2 separate regions of the Mus musculus genome follow, and region 2 is linked to region 1. Evidence: chromatin contacts called from public Hi-C data. All regions are on one chromosome and are shown on one strand. The core of a region is the stretch at or near the end of the contact, and the rest is flanking DNA. Distances in the headings are between cores, read along the strand shown.

Evidence for each region. A called contact is a pair of places that touch in the nucleus more often than the background predicts.
Region 2: a contact with region 1 is called in a Hi-C map of cerebral cortex, with 1.8 times the contacts expected there. The contact joins two enhancer-like sites. A contact is called at or near these places in 6 of 484 Hi-C or Micro-C datasets (the N1E-115 cell line, Sertoli cells, cerebral cortex and 3 more), 1 of 115 datasets of contacts at active chromatin or transcription factors (forebrain) and 1 of 9 other capture datasets (embryonic stem cells).

The regions. Positions count from the first base shown.
Region 1 is chr11:36,034,184-36,038,980 of GRCm38.p6, forward strand. The region is part of intron 25 of Tenm2 (teneurin transmembrane protein 2); the gene reads right to left. Among named protein-coding and RNA genes, the nearest start is that of Gm42072, 39 kb to the left of the region's middle. Within about 2 kb of position 2,373, at least 101 of the 459 cell types and tissues checked have an H3K27ac peak or open chromatin away from gene starts, as enhancers often do. A contact at or near this core is called in the N1E-115 cell line and cerebral cortex, where this site is marked.
Region 2 is chr11:36,173,426-36,178,222 of GRCm38.p6, forward strand. All of the region lies in intron 7 of Tenm2 (teneurin transmembrane protein 2), which reads right to left. It overlaps Gm46251 (a long non-coding RNA gene), which reads left to right. Exons shown (of 4, transcript XR_003949662.1): 4 at 539-735. Among named protein-coding and RNA genes, the nearest start is that of Gm46251, 12 kb to the left of the region's middle. Within about 2 kb of position 2,871, at least 8 of the 459 cell types and tissues checked have an H3K27ac peak or open chromatin away from gene starts, as enhancers often do. A contact at or near this core is called in the N1E-115 cell line and cerebral cortex, where this site is marked.

The DNA.
Region 1 (4,797 bases), core at 1,123-3,622:
TAAATGCCTCCTTCTTGACAATGAGGGCACATGCGCACACTCCTCACGCACACACAGTTGAAGACAAATCTTTAACACAACAACAGCAGCAGCAGCAACAACAAAAGTCTTTAGAATACAATATATATTGTCCAAGAGTGAAGTACTCTTTGCTTAGGGAATTCATGGTTTAATGTGAGCCCAGAGGGCTGCCCTTCTAATTACGTATAATTTAAACTAATATTCAAATTCAAGGTACTGCAAATGGTTCTGGATAGACTAGTCATGTTCTCAAGGTCACGTGGGCTCTTGTTTGTTTTGGCCACAAATACACACTGAGTGGTTAGTAACTGTTAGGTCAAGACGACAGTAAGAACTGGATAGAGAAAAGCCTAGGCCGGTGACAAGTGCATGCATCAGGCATGAAGGACCTAATCCAGGCCTTTGAGAAGATAGTGTGGTAACAGACCTGCTGCGTGGGCCCTCCCCAGAACTGAGTTCAGGAAGGTATGGTCATACGTACACGTACATGCCCACCCCCAACCTTGTCCCGAGACGTTATGATGTCCTACACAAGTAAAAGCAATGCCCACCAGTATGTAACTGTGGTGTCATACTAATTATACAGCAACAAAAAAAAAATCACTAACTCCCACTTCATATTGGAACGCTGCTTACACTGATATCAGCGTCGGATGGAAGATTATCTTGGAAGCAATTTTTTTTATTTTTTTGTTCTGATACCTACCTGTATAGCTGTTGCTTGCATTTGCAATTTCTATGTAAATCACAATCAAGAAGAAATACCCTAGTGTCATAGGCCCTCGCTTTTTAGAGAGAGTCAGGCACAAATCCATGTTAGGAAAGAGAAGGGGTTTTAAATCTTAATGGGAAGGTTCGTTTTCGTTGCCTCTCCCAGAAGCTGAGGAGAAAGACTTCCCGGGTGTGGGAGCCACACTTCTAGTTTGCCTTGTGGTCAGGTTTTGGAGGAAGGACACAGAATACATTTACTGCTTTCCCTGCCCCCCCCCCCCCGCCCCTGCAGGCTACATGGCTCCCTTGTGAGGGTCAGGTTTGGACAAGTGACCAGACACTGGCCAATCACAGGTCTCCATCTCCCTAACCAGTGACTGGAGCAGGGACGTGAACTGCACCCATGCTAAGCCAATCACAATTCCTCCGTGGGACCTTTTTTTTTTTTTTAATTTTTAATCTTTTAATGCAGAGACTCTGTCCTCTGGTCTTACTAAGCAGAGATGATGTAAGATTTTGGCCAAGTCTTTTTGACCCCTCCCCCTGCCCCTGGTGCCCCCCCCCGCCCCCCCTCCCCAGTGTGAAAAGAGTACCAGCCCACTGTACAAGAAAATTAGGTCAACAACCAAAGTGAATACTTTGAGAGGGAGCGAGAGGAGAGCAATGTTAACTGGGTGACATGTGGGAGTCGCTAGGGCCATCTCCTCCCTCGTGGTGGCCCGCTGTGTGACACAATGCATGCCCCCATTTTGCCATGCTATCCTGATTATGATTATTGTGATTATTATGGTTTGCAGATAGATAGATTCTGGACAGATATGGGCACGTGCCCTTCAAACTTCTACCTTTTTAGGTTTGGGGAAAATTTACTTGGTAAACATGGCCTAAAGAGGCCATGTTTATCACATCTTCCCACCCTCACTTGTCACCAGTATGGTGCTGTGGCATGTTCGGGGAGCTGAGGGTTGCTGTGAAGCAGTTGGCTTTGAAAAGCCAGGCAGATCAGTGAGAGGCACGGAGGAAATCACCAGGAGGGACTCTTTTTCAAGAAAGAGACAAGTCTTTGCCTCTCGCGACCTTGGACTGATCCTTCTAATTCCATCTACGGGCACTGCCATCTTACATGGTCCCAGTCTAACAGGAGGAATGTGGGGTGCTTTCATTGGCTAAAACATATTTCTGATCAGAGGACAAGGCAGGTCACCAAGAGGGGTTAGGACTTCACTGGTTGTTCTGTTATAGGAAAGTTCTTTGCTGGGAATTTTGGACACATGTCAACATTGGACTTCACAACCGCAAGTGGCCACTTGTAGGAACTGGCTGGTGCTAAGGAGAGGCCAGGCCATCTGGTTTAGTGTGTAACAATGGCCAGGTGCTCCTAGAGCTCCTGAGACTCATGATGTTCTTGTCCTGGGGGGCCAACCTATGTCATGCCGGGACCAGCTACATCTTCATGTCCCTGCCTGGTCTCTTCATCCTATAAGGCATGGCTGGGGTCACACTGTCTCCCACACCTGTTTTGGTTTTCAGTGTCTGGCCTTTCTCCATTAGCTGGCTCAGAGTCTGGCACAGCCTTCCTGGTCTACACGATCACGTGGAAGGCCTCTTGGAAGTCAGCACTGCACGGCAGCCAGGCTTGCTGCCAAATCCTATTAATCATGTGTGTTGCAACTCTCTCAGGCCTCTGCGCTTCTCTCTCTTTTTCCCCTGCTGGAGACCAGTTTCTAGTTTGCATTACTGTAACAGCTCTGAGGCGTCCCTCTCCTCCTGTCTGGTCTCCTCCTCCTGTCTTCCTCTGCACCCCGGGAAGCTGGAGAGATCTTTCTAATCCACCAATCCCCACACATCACTCTACTAATTAAGCCCTGGGACAACTCTCCATGGCCCTCAGGATAAATACCGGCCTCATATAATATTCCCTTCCTTGTGGCCTGGCCACTTTTTCTCAGGTCTCATGAGTTTTGGAGGTTTTCTGAACTGGATACCCCTACTCCAGTATCCTGGCTGCCTTGAGGGTGTCTTTCGATGTTTAGAAAGTTCTTTTCTGTATCTTGCCTGGCTAATTCCTGCTGCTCTTCAGAACCAACTCTGACTTCCCTGAAGCCCTCCCTGGCTTCTTGTGAACCTCATGCCCTGACTTGGGTTCCCCAAATCTTCTATCATTTTCTCCCTGGCCATCGGAAAGGTCATTTTTCAAACTTCCTTGGGATTAACCCGACTGTGCTATCCTGGGTGTGGGGAAGAAACTCATGTCACATTCATGCTAACTTGCCATGCTCCCTTGAAGTGTTCAAACTTTTCCTCTTCTATAGAAAGCCTCAGGGGCCATGTGTGCTTGATGTGGTGGGACCCCAATGTCAAGCAACTTGGTCTCGTCATCATTAAGAATTGCTGTGTGACTCATTTGGACTGTGATGGGTGAAGCTTTTGAAACTTCAGGGCCTATTTGTTACCTGGGCTATGGATTACCTGTTCCTGGCTGCTACCCACCGTATGTGCCCCTTTCTTGGTGGAACCAGTTTAACACTGTGTCTCTTGCAACATCCTCTTTGCCAGATCTCAAGCTCCCTTGGTAGAAGGACTCGGCTTTCCTGTTCTCTAACCTACTCATTCCGAGGTGCTAAACAAAGACTGGGCAATCATTAAACTCTTGTCTAAGTGGATGCAAGATGCTTGGCCTCATGGGATGACAGAGAAGGAGTAAAAGGAGACGCCAAGGCTGGCCACAGGGAGGGAGAGAAGAAGTCCAGATCTCCCTGCTCTGGGACAGCCTGGTTGCTGTGGGGGCCAACAGATGTGGCTAGTTTAGGGCTACAAAGTTCCTATAGGGAGCTCAAGAAGCCCAGGGGGTTGGGGGATGGGCACACCAAGGTTCCCCAATCCACACTGCACTTCACTCCTCCCCCACACCTTTCCTCCAACGGCTCCCCCACCGTTTCCAGGAGTTTCTTTTATTTCATTCACTAAACAGTTTATGAACTGAATTAAAATAAATGAGATGCAAATAAATTCCAGGCTTTCTCCCTCATTTTCAAATTACATTTTCAGTCCACTCAACCTGTTATAATCTCATAGTGATTTTCATTTAAGAGAGCTAAATGGATATGTGATTATTGTTACAGGAACGAACACCAGACAATTAAATGTTGAGGTGTTGATAGATAAAACTGTGTTTTGATTTGCATAAACACGATGCCAGCAAGTCTAACCCTGGCAGAAACTCAGTTATAAGACTTGCGTGCCTAACTTCTGTTAATTACCACAAGTACCATTATTAAGAATTTTAATATTCAGAGTTGGGATCATTGCCATTTTATTTTAGGGCCACATTTATCTTTATTTTGAAAACTTAGTCAAAATGCATAACTAATTTATCAAGGAAAAGGCACGATTACTACTTATAATCAACTTCTACAGTGCAGCATATCAAAAATCAGTTACACAGCCCTGGATCCAGTCATTAAGGATTTAGCCACTAATCTCATTCCATTTTTGTCTTTAGGAAGATATTGCAGCTTGCAACTTTGCAGATATCAGCAGAGGAAGAAAAACATGGGAGTGTGCTGATAACCTAATGTGGAGAATTAAACTCTAGCCAGACAAAGGCAGAATCTTAATACGGAGTGGCCTGGCTCTGCGGGGAGGTCACCTGGCTGGCTGCCTTTCAGAAGTTATGACCTAAGTTTGGCAGGTGCTCACACCTCTGCTCCCAGGGACTCTAAAGCATTGTTTTGACTTTGCTCTGTGGATGGCTGTCTTCCTAGGGCCTCTCCTGACCGACAATTATCTTAGGTCTTTATTAGCCAGCTTCTTGGCTGTCTCCTCTTTCATGTCCCTTGCCCCTGGATGAAAGTGTCAGAGCTCTGCTTTGTGTGACATCTACCTTAAGTGTCTGGCACAAGGGCCTGACTCTAAGTGTTCAGGATGATGCAGACAGGTTTGTGGAACTCCTCTCCTTACCTGGGGAGAAGGGTTGTCACTGTGGTAGAAGTAGGTCTTTCTGTGTGACAGGATCTGACAGAAGCAGGGTTCACAGTGCTCTGATCATCTAAACAGGGAGATGTG
Region 2 (4,797 bases), core at 1,621-4,120, 140 kb after region 1:
TTAGTCATCTGGTGCAGAACTGCCTGGCCAGCCGAGGGACACAGAAATGGCTCAGGTCTGTGGCGGGTCTTGCTGTCTGGCCAATCAAATGACTAGGGGAGAAGGCATTTTTCAGAGTAGTGGAAGGACATTTATTTCGGTTGGCTCCTTGGAGTCCTCCTGTCGAGGTTTAGAGTGCAGTTTTCATTTAAGGGGAAATCTGCCAGTTGTGGGTTTTCATACAAGGCACGATGGGAGGGTGAGACAAGATACGGTGGCCCACATACCTCACTTCTGCATCCCTTTATGCGCTTCATCGCTTCCTAAGCTCTTAGCTTATCGCTCCCTAAGTGAGACATTTGTTTCTTATGCCCATCATTAGTCCACGAAGAAGGATGTAAGCTGCAGGCACAGGGACTCAGCGCCTGCTGGAGTGTTTAGTGTGAGAACTCCAGGGGTCGCTTACCTGGGTGAGCGTCTGAGCTCTGCCCTCCACTTGCTTGCTGGGACTTTGTGTGAGCTATCAAAGGCCCAGGCCTCTGTCTTCTTGTCTTGGTAGTAGGTGCAACAATAGCATCCACAGCAAAATGCCGCTCTAAGAATGAACTGAGCCGATGATATGCGCCATGCCTGGAACTGCAAGCTCTACGTGTGCGAATTGTGCGGCCATGACATCAGCCATCTTTGTTAAAAGCCACTCCTCTATCAAATATCCAATGAATAAAATAGCAAGTTGGTGAATGCGGGAATGTAAAGTTGTGGAGGGAACCAAACTGGGAATGAAATAAGTTTTGTCTCGAGTGGTTATTTTTACTTCCCTCTTCTACAGTGCTGTCTTAAATGGGAGAGAAGAGTAGAGCTGTAGGCAACCTGGAACAACCAGTCAGAACATGCGTGTAACTGTGGGCAGTGGGCCAGACAGCTGAAAATTCACAGCGGTCATGGTCATCAAGATTTGAGAGGTGTATCCCAGTTCATTAGCCTGATGATGTGCGCAGGCTCTGTACCGTATCTTGCGTCATTTCCTTCCTTCTTTGACAGTGTAACTTGGTGGCCTCTGTGGCAGAGATCACTATGGTTCTGTAGTCACTATAGCTGGACATAGGACCATTTAGGACAATGGAGCACAAGCCACAGAATCCTAATGCTGACATCAGGTACCCTGGGCATCTCTCACATACCCTCTCTCTTTTCCTGAGTGTACAACTCAAGACAGCAGTGCCCACGGTAGCTGTGACCTGGGTGTTACAATTAGCATCTGGAGAAGATGCTGGAATTGTAGCAGGGACTCTCTATCCATAATTGTTGGTGAATTGAAACGGCACCAAGGACTTCTCTGCTCCACTCTTCTTTCCCTTCCCTGTGTACTCCCCAAGATGGCAGCAGATTCCAGCCTTGTTCTCATTTCTCATCCGGCAAAAAGAGGATGGCTCACCCAGGAGAGCATGGCAGAGTCATCCATTGGTGAAACTGAAACTCTGTTATCTGTAGTGTCTCTCCCGGTTTGCCCATGGAGCATCTCAGCTGACACACCTGGTCCTCTTCTGTGAAACATCTGGCTTCTCTACTCACAGGCGGACACAGCACAGACATCACTCATTGCTGCTGCGATTCAGGGAAGGGCCAAAACCACAAGGTGGGCCTCTGGAGCCAAGGGCAGAGACTGCAGTGCAGGGCAGGAACCAGGAGCCAGCAAGGAGCTGCGAGGTAGGGGAGGCATGCTGGTCCAGGGTGCCTCTGCTCTCTAGGATGTGGCTCCAGACAGGGATCTGCCAATGTACTTGGCAGAGGGGTGAGATTATGAGAACATCATTTCCAGAAGTCTGGCTAGAGCTCCATCTCCACTGAGGGTGGATAACTCAGGCTCAGGACTAGGACTAGCTGATTTCTCTGTTCCAGGAACGTGTAGAAATCCATTCAGGAAATGGAGACACGCAGGGACCAGGCTCTGCTTAGCTGGCTATAAAGGTCATGGCATGACACATTCTAATAGGTTTGCAGTTGCCCTGAAGGGCATTAGAAGCACGTAATCCAGTCATAACAGAAGAGACACAGGTGGCTTGTGGAGACAAGGCCAGCAAACAAGTGGAGAAGGGGAACAGTCTAACACCCTGGAATAAACACTGTCCCTCTTCCTCAAAGCCTGTTCGCTCTCTCTCTCTCTCTCTCTCTCTCTCTCTCTCTCTCTCTCTTTCTCTCTGTTTCTGTCTTTGTTGTCTGTGTCTGTCTATCTGCCTGCCTGTCTGTCTGTCATGCTGTCTGACCTTGGAGAAACAACCCCAGCTAACATGCCACGAGAGGGTTGTGTCTGTGAACCATCAGTCATGCCCCCAAATGGCATGAAAATGCAACTTTTACGAGAGCTGGAGTGGCAAAGAAATAAACCACAGTAAATATTTGACTGATCCAATTATAAATCTCCCCAATTCTTGGCAGAGAGTGGGGAGGAATGGTAATTAAGATAACTTAGTGGGTTTCCAGAGGAGCTGGTGGAGAGAAAAGACACCCACACTGGCTGAGCCAGAGCAGGGACCTGTCACTTTCCCAGAAGGGAAAGCGGCCATTCACGCAGAGGGAGTGCACAACCCCCAGGTTGCTGCTGGAAGCCTCTAGAATACGCACCTGCCAAAGAGGGCAAGGTTAAAGACAGACCCATTGCCCTTCAGGAAGATGTTATTACTGGGTCCAGGACCCCGGGAAACGAGAAAATAACTTTATTGTCACTTGGAACGTCTGCTTGCTTAAGGTTGACACAGACTGGGAAAAGCAATAAATGATGACATTTCCCAGAGCTAGCCTGCCACTCTGCCGCTCCCCTTGCGGCACACTGGCAGCATCTGCGGTCTCCCTCAGATGACAGGGCATATGCAGCAGGTGGTGGGATTGTTGGGTGGTGGGGGCGGCAGCATGTGTAAGCTGGGACTGATTCAAGTCCCCATTACCATGTAGTCTGGCCACATTCAGGAGCAGGAATGACTTGGCACAGAAAGCCACTCAAGCCTTGTACATCTGTCTCTGCCGCCAGCCAGGTCTGTGGCAAAGTGGACTCAGTACTGACTTTTTCAGGCTTTCAGTGGGGCTGCATGGAGAGGGAAGGGTGTAAGGGCCATGGCTGGATCTGGTAGCGGGGTAAGACTTCCTTGAGTTGGCCTGACTGTTGGGGCAAATCAGTCTTATATAGTTGAGTCACGGAACCAAAGGCAAGTGATGGAAAGGAGGACATTTCTTGGGCCACAGTGAGGAGGTGCTCCTGAGCTCCTACACAGGAAACTGGGCTGTTTTTCCAGAACCAGGTAAGAGACAAGCCCTTTGAGACACAGAGGACCCATCTGGGGTCCTTAACACCAGGCGCTGGGGAGGGCTCACCTGAGAGGATAGAATCCTTGATTCATCATTACATAGCTTCTTGCGATAGCAAAAAGCTTGTCATTGAAAATACGAGTTTGTTTCTATTTAGCACTTGCTGCTACCCCCCCCCCCCCCAGCTTGCCTCCAGACAGAATCTCACCATAGAGAGAATCTCTTATACAAGCCAATGGCCAAGGAACTGAGGCAGGAATTAGGAAGTGGGACACGGGAGGAAAGAAAGAGGATTCTTGGAAATCATAAGAGGATGAAAGAAGACACAGGGAGAGACACGGAAGAGATTGGAGAGAGGCGCTGGGGGAGACCCTGAGAGAGATACTAAGGGAAAGGCAGATTGGGACTGAAGGGGAGGTAACTAACCATGTGGAAGACATAGCCTGAATGGGTTAACTAAGTTACAAGATAGTCAGAGAATGAGCCAAAGCTTGTGGCCAAGGAATCTACTAATAAATTATTCTCGGAGCTGTCATTCTGAGAGCAGGGACTGTGAGGAAAAATGAACTTTGAAAAATTTTACATTTCACTGTGTAGCCCTGGCTGTCCTGGAACTCACTCTGTAGACCAGGCAGGCTTTAAACTCACAAAGATCAGGCTTGCCTCTGCCTCCCAACTTCTGGAATTAAAGACGGGTGCCACTACACCTGGCTTTTTAAAATTAATATTTATTATGTGTGTATGCAAATATCTGTGTGAGGGTATGTGTATACAGATGACTACATGTGCCCATGGAGGCTAGAAGAGGGCTCCCCTGGAGTGGGAATTACAGGAAGTTGTGAATGATCTGATATGGGTGCTGGGAACTGAACTCAGGTCCTCTGGATGAACAGGAAGTGCTCTTCTGACCTCTGAGCCAATCTCTTTTATTTTTTTCTTATCCTGTACTTTTGTTCTTTTGAAAAATTTTCCCCTTGAGTCTTGCTATGTGTGCCAGGACAGACTGAAATCCATGGTTATTTGAATGAGTATTGCTCCCATATTCTCATACTTTTGAATGCTCAGGCCTCAGCTGGTGAAACTATTTGGGAAGGATTACGAGGCACAGTCTTGCTGGAGGAGGTGTGTCACTGGGGGTGGGGTTTGAAATTTCAAAAACCCAGTCAGCTCTTATGGCTTTGTGCTTATGGGTCAGATGTGAGCTCTCAGCTATTACACTAGCTCCATGCCTGCCTGTCTGCTGCTATGTTTTCCACCACAATGACCATTAACCCTAACCCTTTGGGACAGTGACCACGCAAATTAAATGCTTTCTTTTATAAGTTGCCTTGGTCATGGTGTCTTGTTACAGCAAACAAAAAGTAGCTGAGATAATGATACTCTGTCTCCACCTCCTAAGTTCTAAGATTATAGGTGTATGCCATCATCCAAAATGTTGATGCATGTTAGTTCCTAAAAATCCCTGTTTATCTTTGGAGGGACAATGGCTGCTGTAGGGCTAGAGAATGCACCTCCCAC